Regions from separate parts of the Mus musculus genome. Here regions 1 and 3 are each linked to region 2. The links are chromatin contacts, called in public ChIA-PET and HiChIP or PLAC-seq maps. All regions are on one chromosome and are shown on one strand. Each heading gives the region's core, a stretch centred on a gene start, on an enhancer-like site or on the middle of the called end of the contact. The rest is flanking DNA. Distances are from core to core; before and after follow the strand shown.

Region 1 (2,700 bases), core at 73-2,572, 200 kb after region 2:
AAATGCATATGTTTATACATGCACGCACATACACATCCTTGCACATGTACAGACAGATACTGTCCAGATGTTTTGCAGCACCATCTGGGAGGCCACCCCACAGGATTAACACCTTTCAAGGTATGGGAAAGTGAAACAGAAACTCGAGAAAGACCGATATTTGAATTGAACTGAACTAGTTATTTCTGACCAGAGGTGGATGCTTCATATTCATTAATATATCCCTATTTGTCATACAAACAAACAACAAAAGCAAAACCCACTGGGGAAAAAAAACCCAGAGAAAACGGTAACTAAACACGATTACATCTTAGAGTCTGTATGTTCGTATTTTCTGAATTCCATCAGCTAAGGACTTTAGTCTTTTAAGCCTGGAGTTTTTTGTTTGATCATGAGCATCCGAACTATGAAAACTATGCACTCATTAATTTTGTATTAATTCATCTAACAAACATGAGCTCCTCAGTCTATAATCTATAGTCTTTTTTTTTTAAATTCAATTTTACTGTGCCCGGAGAAGTTTAGCATTTTAAAGTCAATAGAATAAGAGGCTGGGGTGTGGACAATGTTGCTTTTCCATCACTCTGTGGCTCGGAAGAGGCAAGCCCCACCCACTTACTCATATCATAATACACTGAGGTCGCCTCCTTTGCCAGGAACAAAGGTGGTTTTCGTGGTGACATAATCTCAATTCTCATAAGTTCTTCACAACAATGCTTCCATTGGCCTAAGAAAGAAAGGAAGACGCAGGCTAGTTTGAAAGATAAATGGGAAGCTATGTGTTTCATTTTCTACCAATATCAGTACTTTGTGCATGTGCGTGTTAGAAAATAACAGTTTATCAATAAAGCCTAGCTTTCAAGAAGCTTGCATAAAAACCCAGTACAATCCGGTTTCCGAAACTGATTCTGCATGAGTGACTCATTTAAAAACCAACCAAGCAACCAACCAAACCAGTTCTCGGTAGATACTGAGATCCCTGGGTCAGCCAGTACAGCACCGCACAAACCCATCCACAATCACATTAAATGTCACATTCATGTCGAAAGACAGTGTAGGCGGCTTCTTTTCGCCACTGTCGATAGAGACATCCACTATTCCAGGCGTTTGAAAGACAAAATCCCCACCGAAATCCGGCTGTCAGACGGAGGAAGATACACACAATTCAAATCCTCAGACACAGCTTTCATTTGAGCTCAATTGCCAATTAAGAAATGAGAACTGTTTAATAGTCTTCACTGTGTCACTATTTAAGCCTTAAGATCTGGGGACCTGACCTCTCCTCTATGGCTGAAAACAATTGATATTTGCAGAGATGCCGCCCTGTCTTATCCATGACATCATAGAAATCACGAGTGCCCACGGAAAAGTGGGGACGACACACCAGACTCCTTCTAAGGCTAACACTTTCTTCCCTTTCTTCCAGGGGTCTAAATGCACATATTCAATCTGTTCGAGGCTTAAACATTTTAAGACGCTTTGTGTTTTATTACATATTCATTTTGTTGTCATGGCACATGGTGACAAATGCCTGCATTTTGAATCCATTATCATAACTAGTTAAGACACATCAAAAGCCTTTCAGGGTATTTTATTATGATGCTGATTAGTACACAGCAAACCAACTGGAAATAAACCCCCCCAGGACACAGCTGCAAGGGTTCCTCCCTAGGGTCTGAATCCAGAAGCTAGAGCCTGGCATCTCACCTCCTCCCTCTTTTTTTATTTTAGATAAATATGTAAAAGCCATTTTTTTTTGCATTCTTTGGGGAAATATAGTATTTAATGAAAAATAATGACTCATTCTAAATGGACCAGTACTTCTCTTTCAGGTTCCAGGCCGGGCCATGAGGTAAGAGATGATGATTTCTGCATGGGGGATCTTAAGATTAAATGGTTCTTGGCTGCACTAGAAACAGAATATTAACCATGCTCAGGTTGGGAACATAACCCTGTATCGTCCATGTGTTCCTGATGTCAGAGGTGATTTTACAACGGAAGCATTCTGCAGTGACTAAGTCTGTTTACATAGAACTACATGATAGTTGATATGCTAACGCAAGGTTAATAACAGGTAGGATATACTGTGTTCACACAACCTATTAAACACCTCTATTAAAGATGTTTCCCACAATGCTGCTACCTTATTAGACACGTAGTGTGTGTGTGTGTGTGTGTGCATGCGCGTGTAATCACATGTATGCTCTGGCACTACTATGGGGATCAGGGGACAGCCTGCAGAAGTTGGTTCTCCTTCCTGCACAGGACCCCTCAGAACAGAACTGAGGCTTTCAGGCTTGTGAGTGTTGCTACCACTGTCATCTTACTGCCTCCACCACAATATTTATTGTCTGTGTTCTCTATTACAATGATCTATTATGCTAAGCTAGTCATGTAACTGAGTATTTGTAGTAAATATTTTGGAAAAAAAAAACCTATGACGAGATCCAAGTTTGTTTAAACATTCTCTCTTTGCTCTACCATTCCTAGCCACTGACTATGATTATAGATCAGGAGTCACGGCTCCTTTATAAGCTCTCAAATACTAAGGCAGCAATCCCCTTTGCCCCTAGCCTCCAGACCACGGCTATTGTGGCTAAGCATACCCATGTTTATTAACACTTCCTCATGAACTCTGAAGAGCTTACTCTCCTAGTCTTCCATTCTCACGTTGGGCCGAGGAACTGAAATTTGACCCAG
Region 2 (2,700 bases), core at 44-2,543:
ACAACTTCCTGGTTTTTCTGTTTTGTTTTGTTTTTAAACCTAGAACTTAGCTTTTACAAGAAACCCTGACGATTTTTTTTAACAGACATAGACTGAATAACACCAGGGAACTGACTCTCTTTCATGTGATTCTGGTTTGTGGTGAGGCGTGCTGTTTGAGCAATAGCGTCGAGACCATCCTGCCATTTCTAGCAACTGTTGCCTGGTAGTTCTTTGATAGATGTCCGACAGTGGCATTTTAGACCCACAGCCCTCTTGTCATGAGCGACATTATAGAAAATTATTAAGGTAGCTTTTTTTCTTTCTTCTCGGCTGAGGAATTTTTAAAAATAGTCTTTACGTATTTCCTGTTCACACAGGCCCAGTTTTATCAACCCACCCTGACTACTTTTATGATGTGTGAAAATGTTGACTAGCAGTGAATCTGCTGGGTCACCTTCTTCCAGTGTGACCACTGTTGTGTCTCCATTTGATTGCTTTGCTTTTACCTTAACATTAAAACCTTTGTCTGACTCTTTTTTTTTTCTTCCTTGAGTTATGGAATATAGCGTTACTAATAAAACATTAAACAGGAAACCCGTGGGGGGACAAAAGGCTATGTAAATGGTTAAGCTTGATGTCACACATGTAAACAAGAGTATTTATAGCAGGGTTGTTTTGTGTTTCTTTTTTTTTTTTTTTTTTTTTTCGAGACAGGGTTTCTCTGTATAGTTGTTTTGTGTTTCAAGGGGATAGTTTATTAATGAGCACACACACATACACACACAGCCCTTTTAAAAAAAAAAGTCCATAATCTTTGTGGTTTCCACCCCCACTCTCCCTCCCTCCCCTCACCTCATGTGGTTCCAGAAGAAACAGGTTTGTCTAACTATTCAAAGCACTTGCTGCTGATGGTTTGGTCTTGAAAATGTAGATTAGTGGCTTTGAAATCAAATGGCATTTAGATTTACTAAGGAGTACCAGGCTAATGGCTAAGTGCAGCTGCCCTAGAATCTTCTCTGTGGGACTGAGATGAAGCCCACAAGTGTAGACTGATAGAAGGCTTCCCAGATGGTTTGGGATGTGTGTGTGTGTCTGTCAGTCAGTCAGTCAGTCTGTCATTTGGGACCCTTTTGTGGGGTTAGCTTGGGAAGGGAGATACCCAACAGGAGATTGATTGAGGGACCCTCTAGGCGAACAAGAGAAACCCCATAGCTTTTCTTTTTGTAAATGTGAGGCACCCCTTTAAGGACAGAACGTAGGGCCTTGAAATTCTATTGGGTTGGTATGAACTGTGGGGAATTTGAGACAAATAGCTTTCGTAATTGGAATGCACGCTGTGTTGTAATAATGTGCAAAGAGAAACAAAAACTTTCCTTAATGTAATGAGTTTCCATTATCTGTCTGATCTAAAGTTTGTGAATGTACATTGTCAGGCTTTAGACTGGGGGCTTTTAGACCAGGAACACTGCGGATGCTCTTGGCCATGCACTGTCCCATCCCAGAGATTGTCCGACTCTCCTTCTCTGGCTGTCACATCAAAGGATTGTTTTGGCCTTTTTTTTTTAACCTCAAGTTTTCTCTTTCTCACTCAATCTCAGTCTCTCTGTGTCTCTGTTCCTTTCTGTTTCTGTCTCTGGCTTTCTCTGTGTGCCTCTATCTCTCTGTGTGTCTCTCTGTCTCTTTCTCTGTGTCTCTATACCTCTGTCTCTGTGTGTCTGTCTCTATCTCTGTCTCCGTTTCTCTCTCTCCCTCTCTCTGTATCTCTCTGTATCTCTCTCTCTCCCTCTCTCTCTCTCTCTCTCTCTCTCTCTCTCTGCCACACCAAAACCACCTCCAATACCACACTGTGAGTGGAAGCTCTCAGCTCGCAGAGCCTTTTCTTCTGTAGATCCTTCCTCATTGTTCTCATCAAAGAAAGATGAACTTTTGAGATTGCTTAAGGACCCTCCCGCTAGCCAGGAAGCTAGCAAAGAATGGAAAAACTCACCTCTCCGTGGAGAAAGTCAAACTTTGAGTGTGCTATTTTTTTTTAAAGCCCAGTTCCTCTAGCCTGTTTAAAAAAAACATCAATAATAACGAAAGAATTAGATTGACTCTCAAAGGCAGATTTTTTTTTTTTATAATATAAAACCCAGCTAAATGAAAGTGCTTCTCTTGCTCAGAGTTAGTAAGTTTCCTCTTATGCCAGTTTGTGTCATTTCCCGTCTCTCTGTGAATAGTGAAAGAACAGAATTAAAACAGCACAAATGTGTGTCTGGCAACAAATTAAACTGCACAAAGGGAAACTCTGCCCAGTGGTACCTCCCAGTGGCCACTCCAACTCTCCTCACCATCCTTGCCTGGTTTGCTGGTGTTGTTGTTGTTTTTTGTTTTTCTGTTTTGTTTTGTTTTTGTTTCCTTTAAATCACCTTTCCCTTGAGAGCAGCCTATTTGTTTTTAAAAACCTTCCAGAGTCTTCATTTAAGACTCTTAAGTGGCTGCTGACAACAACTACAGATGCAGCTAGTGAAAAGGCTAATCATTAAAACAATAAACATTTCTTCCACGTGATGCAGCACATTTATTGCCCCCCCCCCAAGCAAGTTCAGCCTGAGACCAGCACCAACTGGGTCTCTCCTGGGGTGGGGGTTACTTCTTCAGCCCATTTCACACTGGAGGGTGTTTTTTGTTTGTTTGTTTGCTTTTATGCTGTTTTTAAAGTGAAGAAAGATCTCTGTG
Region 3 (2,700 bases), core at 101-2,600, 130 kb after region 2:
AAGGCCTGCGATATATATTTCTCTGATGCCAGCCTGCTGCTTTTGGTCTTGAGAAAGAGAGGCGAGGCCCCAGGGAGGATTGCAGACTTGGTAAATATAAAATTATCTACCTCAGTTTTTTTTAAAAAAATAATAATAATAAAAAGGGAGAGAGAGTTGGCGAGTTGCCAGATTCCTTACATTACAGTAATAGATTTGCTGACCCCTGGCTTCCGCTGTAGAGAAATGTATTGAATATTTTATAATATCAGACCGAGGCACATCTAAAAACCTAGTGTTCTGAGCGTCATTATTCAACTAGAGATTTAGCAATGCCACAGTTATTTTCCAGCAGGCAATTTCTTGTACGATGATAATTTGCCAGCTCAGACAGTAATAAATCAAGGTTATAATGTCATTGATTTGTTAATTTTAACTTGGGTAGATTTTTAAGTCTCCCTTATTTTTTTTTCTTTCTTTTAAAGGAAGAAGGACAAGGGGTGGGGGGAATCGTGTTTTCACAGTGACTGAATTTAATAAGGATCTCTGTGATAGCAAAAGGCTCCCCTACTGTTTCTGCTTTGAGGTGGAAAAATGTTATTCTTGTATTATTCCTGGGGAAAAAAATAAAATAAAATCTCATGCTGCTCCAAATCTTATGCCTAGGAAAAGCTGGGATTTTTTTCCCCCCTTAATATGTGATGGCTTACCTAGTTCACATCCATTAGTGACATCGTAAATAAGCAGTTTGCTAATCTGAAATAGGAAATCTGGACAAGAAGAAAGACCCATTTATCTCCACAGCCTTCCATCTCTAACCTCAATGCAGACGGGAGGTAGGGGTTTGGGGGGGATCTGGACAGATTTACTAATGAGTATATTTCTTCTCTTTCTCTCTGCTTCTACCCACCCAAGACTCAGCCTACATTCTTTTGAGTTGCAGCACAATGAAAATATTTCTTCTGTGTAATGGATACATTTTTCACGGTGGGGGTGGGGTCATACATGTTTGCTTTTCATCTATACCATCTCAAAGCTGATTAAAATCTTCTCTGCCCTACAAATATTTGAGAATCAATCCTCTGAGAGGCACAGGCATGTTACATTACACTATATCCTTTTATAGGATACAGGCCTACATGGCTTCCTGTATTGGACAACGCTGATCTGAGAGAACTCTAATCTGTTTTTAACGATGACATGTGTGCATGGAACATTGAAACGTTCAGAAACCGATCGTAGCTTTTGTCCTCTGGTGCTGTAGAGAAAAGTTCTAATAATCAGATGATAAAGATCACATCCTGTGGGGGTAATTGGGCTGCACCAGGACAAAACTTACAAAAAAAAAAAAAAAAAAAAGACACTCAAGGAAGTCACAAGCGGAAGTCGCTGTACGAAACAGGGCTTGTTTATGTACTGTGTGGGAATGTGCCCTGTTCCTCAAAGCTCGTATTTCAACTATTTTTCTGTTTCACTGCTGCCTTTCTTGTTTTATTTTGGGAGCCTTTCTCTCTCCTTCTGAGCAACTCTAATTATATTTCAATGATTTAGAAGTGGGGAAAAACCACTCACTTAGTTGACCTACACACACACACACATGCACGCACACTCTCTGGAAGCCTTGAACAAGCAGAGCTTGTATTTGGATTGAGTTTTACCCTTAGTCATGCCTCTTCCCAGATACAAGAAACATTTAATTCCTGATTTCCTGCCTTCTGGCTTCAGGCCTCTGACCAGTAAAGTAAAGATATATTTTGTACTATTGGAGGCTTGCCCGCTGCTAAGTTGAGTCAAAATGAGAAAAGATGATAGGGGGCGGGCGGGGGGTGGGGTGGGAATGAAAATACTGCCCAGCCTCATGAACTTGCAAAATTGTAAGATAACTTCCAGGGATCCCTGGGTGACTCCCCAACCTGTTCTCTGTGTTCCTTCCTCCTCCTCCTCCTTCTCCTCCTCCTCCTCAAGAAAGAGAGTCTCTCGTGATGTCACCATCTCCATTAGACAAGGGAGCCAGGGGGAGGGAGGCACCACAAATGGCAAACGTTGGAATACCAGGGCTTCTGAGCTCCTTGGTTCCCATGGTAACAAAACAAAAGCACAACAAACCTATCTGTCCCAACAATAAAATGTGTTTTCATTAAAATCAATTTAAAATATTTTTCCAGCTCAAAATATTCAATGCATTTTTGCTCCTGGTTGGGGAAAAAAAATCCCTTACTTTCTGATATTGAAAAGGGGATCAAGTCTCAGGCTGAACAATGCAGAAAAGAGAGGAATTGGTGTATGTTGGGGGCTGGGAGGGAGGAGTTGGTGACTTCAGAGATGAGACAAAATAGATTCAAGTATGAACAAGACTGCTTTTTTTCCTCTCTCTCTTCTGCCTAGTTATGCTTTTCATTATATAAACACGTACTATAATATTATGGTGGGAAGCAGGTATTTGGCAACCATATATTATTTTAGTAAGTCTACATGAAGAGAGCCGTTTCCAGTTTTAGCAGCTGTAACGTGTTTAAACTTGGGCTGTAATGGGATCTGAAGATAACTCTCCCCCATGGGTTGTGTTGATCTTCGTGACTGGCTGAGTGCCACACAGAGGCCTCCACAGTATTACCCATGCCTCTTTGCACATGCCATGTCTGTGCATGCTCGCTAAACAGACCTGGGCCCTAAGATTCCATAAATCCACATTTGACTTTTTCTACAATGTGCTTGCTTTTG

Evidence for each region. ChIA-PET counts read pairs in DNA pulled down with a chosen protein or histone mark. HiChIP or PLAC-seq counts read pairs in DNA pulled down with a chosen protein or histone mark.
Region 1: a contact with region 2 is called in an RNA polymerase II ChIA-PET map of memory CD8 T cells, with 8 read pairs. The contact joins two enhancer-like sites. A contact is called at or near these places in 2 of 484 Hi-C or Micro-C datasets (Th1 cells and reprogramming fibroblasts), 4 of 115 datasets of contacts at active chromatin or transcription factors (CD8 T cells, embryonic stem cells and memory CD8 T cells) and 2 of 9 other capture datasets (adipose tissue and liver).
Region 3: a Foxp3 HiChIP or PLAC-seq map of regulatory T cells shows a contact between it and region 2, with 4 times the contacts expected there. The contact joins two enhancer-like sites. A contact is called at or near these places in 4 of 115 datasets of contacts at active chromatin or transcription factors (bone marrow-derived macrophages, embryonic stem cells, memory CD8 T cells and 1 more).

Annotation. Positions count from the first base shown.
Region 1 is chr10:68,038,058-68,040,757 of GRCm38.p6, reverse strand. Rtkn2 (rhotekin 2) reads right to left here. Exons shown (of 12, transcript NM_001359319.1): 11 at 620-727. Among named protein-coding and RNA genes, the nearest start is that of Rtkn2, 60 kb to the right of the region's middle. Within about 2 kb of position 1,322, at least 59 of the 459 cell types and tissues checked have an H3K27ac peak or open chromatin away from gene starts, as enhancers often do. A contact at or near this core is called in Th1 cells and memory CD8 T cells, where this site is marked.
Region 2 is chr10:68,238,449-68,241,148 of GRCm38.p6, reverse strand. The region is part of intron 3 of Arid5b (AT rich interactive domain 5B (MRF1-like)); the gene reads left to right. Among named protein-coding and RNA genes, the nearest start is that of Arid5b, 39 kb to the left of the region's middle. Within about 2 kb of position 1,293, at least 126 of the 459 cell types and tissues checked have an H3K27ac peak or open chromatin away from gene starts, as enhancers often do. A contact at or near this core is called in Th1 cells, bone marrow-derived macrophages, memory CD8 T cells and 1 more, where this site is marked.
Region 3 is chr10:68,104,026-68,106,725 of GRCm38.p6, reverse strand. All of the region lies in intron 8 of Arid5b (AT rich interactive domain 5B (MRF1-like)), which reads left to right. Among named protein-coding and RNA genes, the nearest start is that of Gm51770, 46 kb to the left of the region's middle. Within about 2 kb of position 1,350, at least 191 of the 459 cell types and tissues checked have an H3K27ac peak or open chromatin away from gene starts, as enhancers often do. A contact at or near this core is called in bone marrow-derived macrophages, memory CD8 T cells and regulatory T cells, where this site is marked.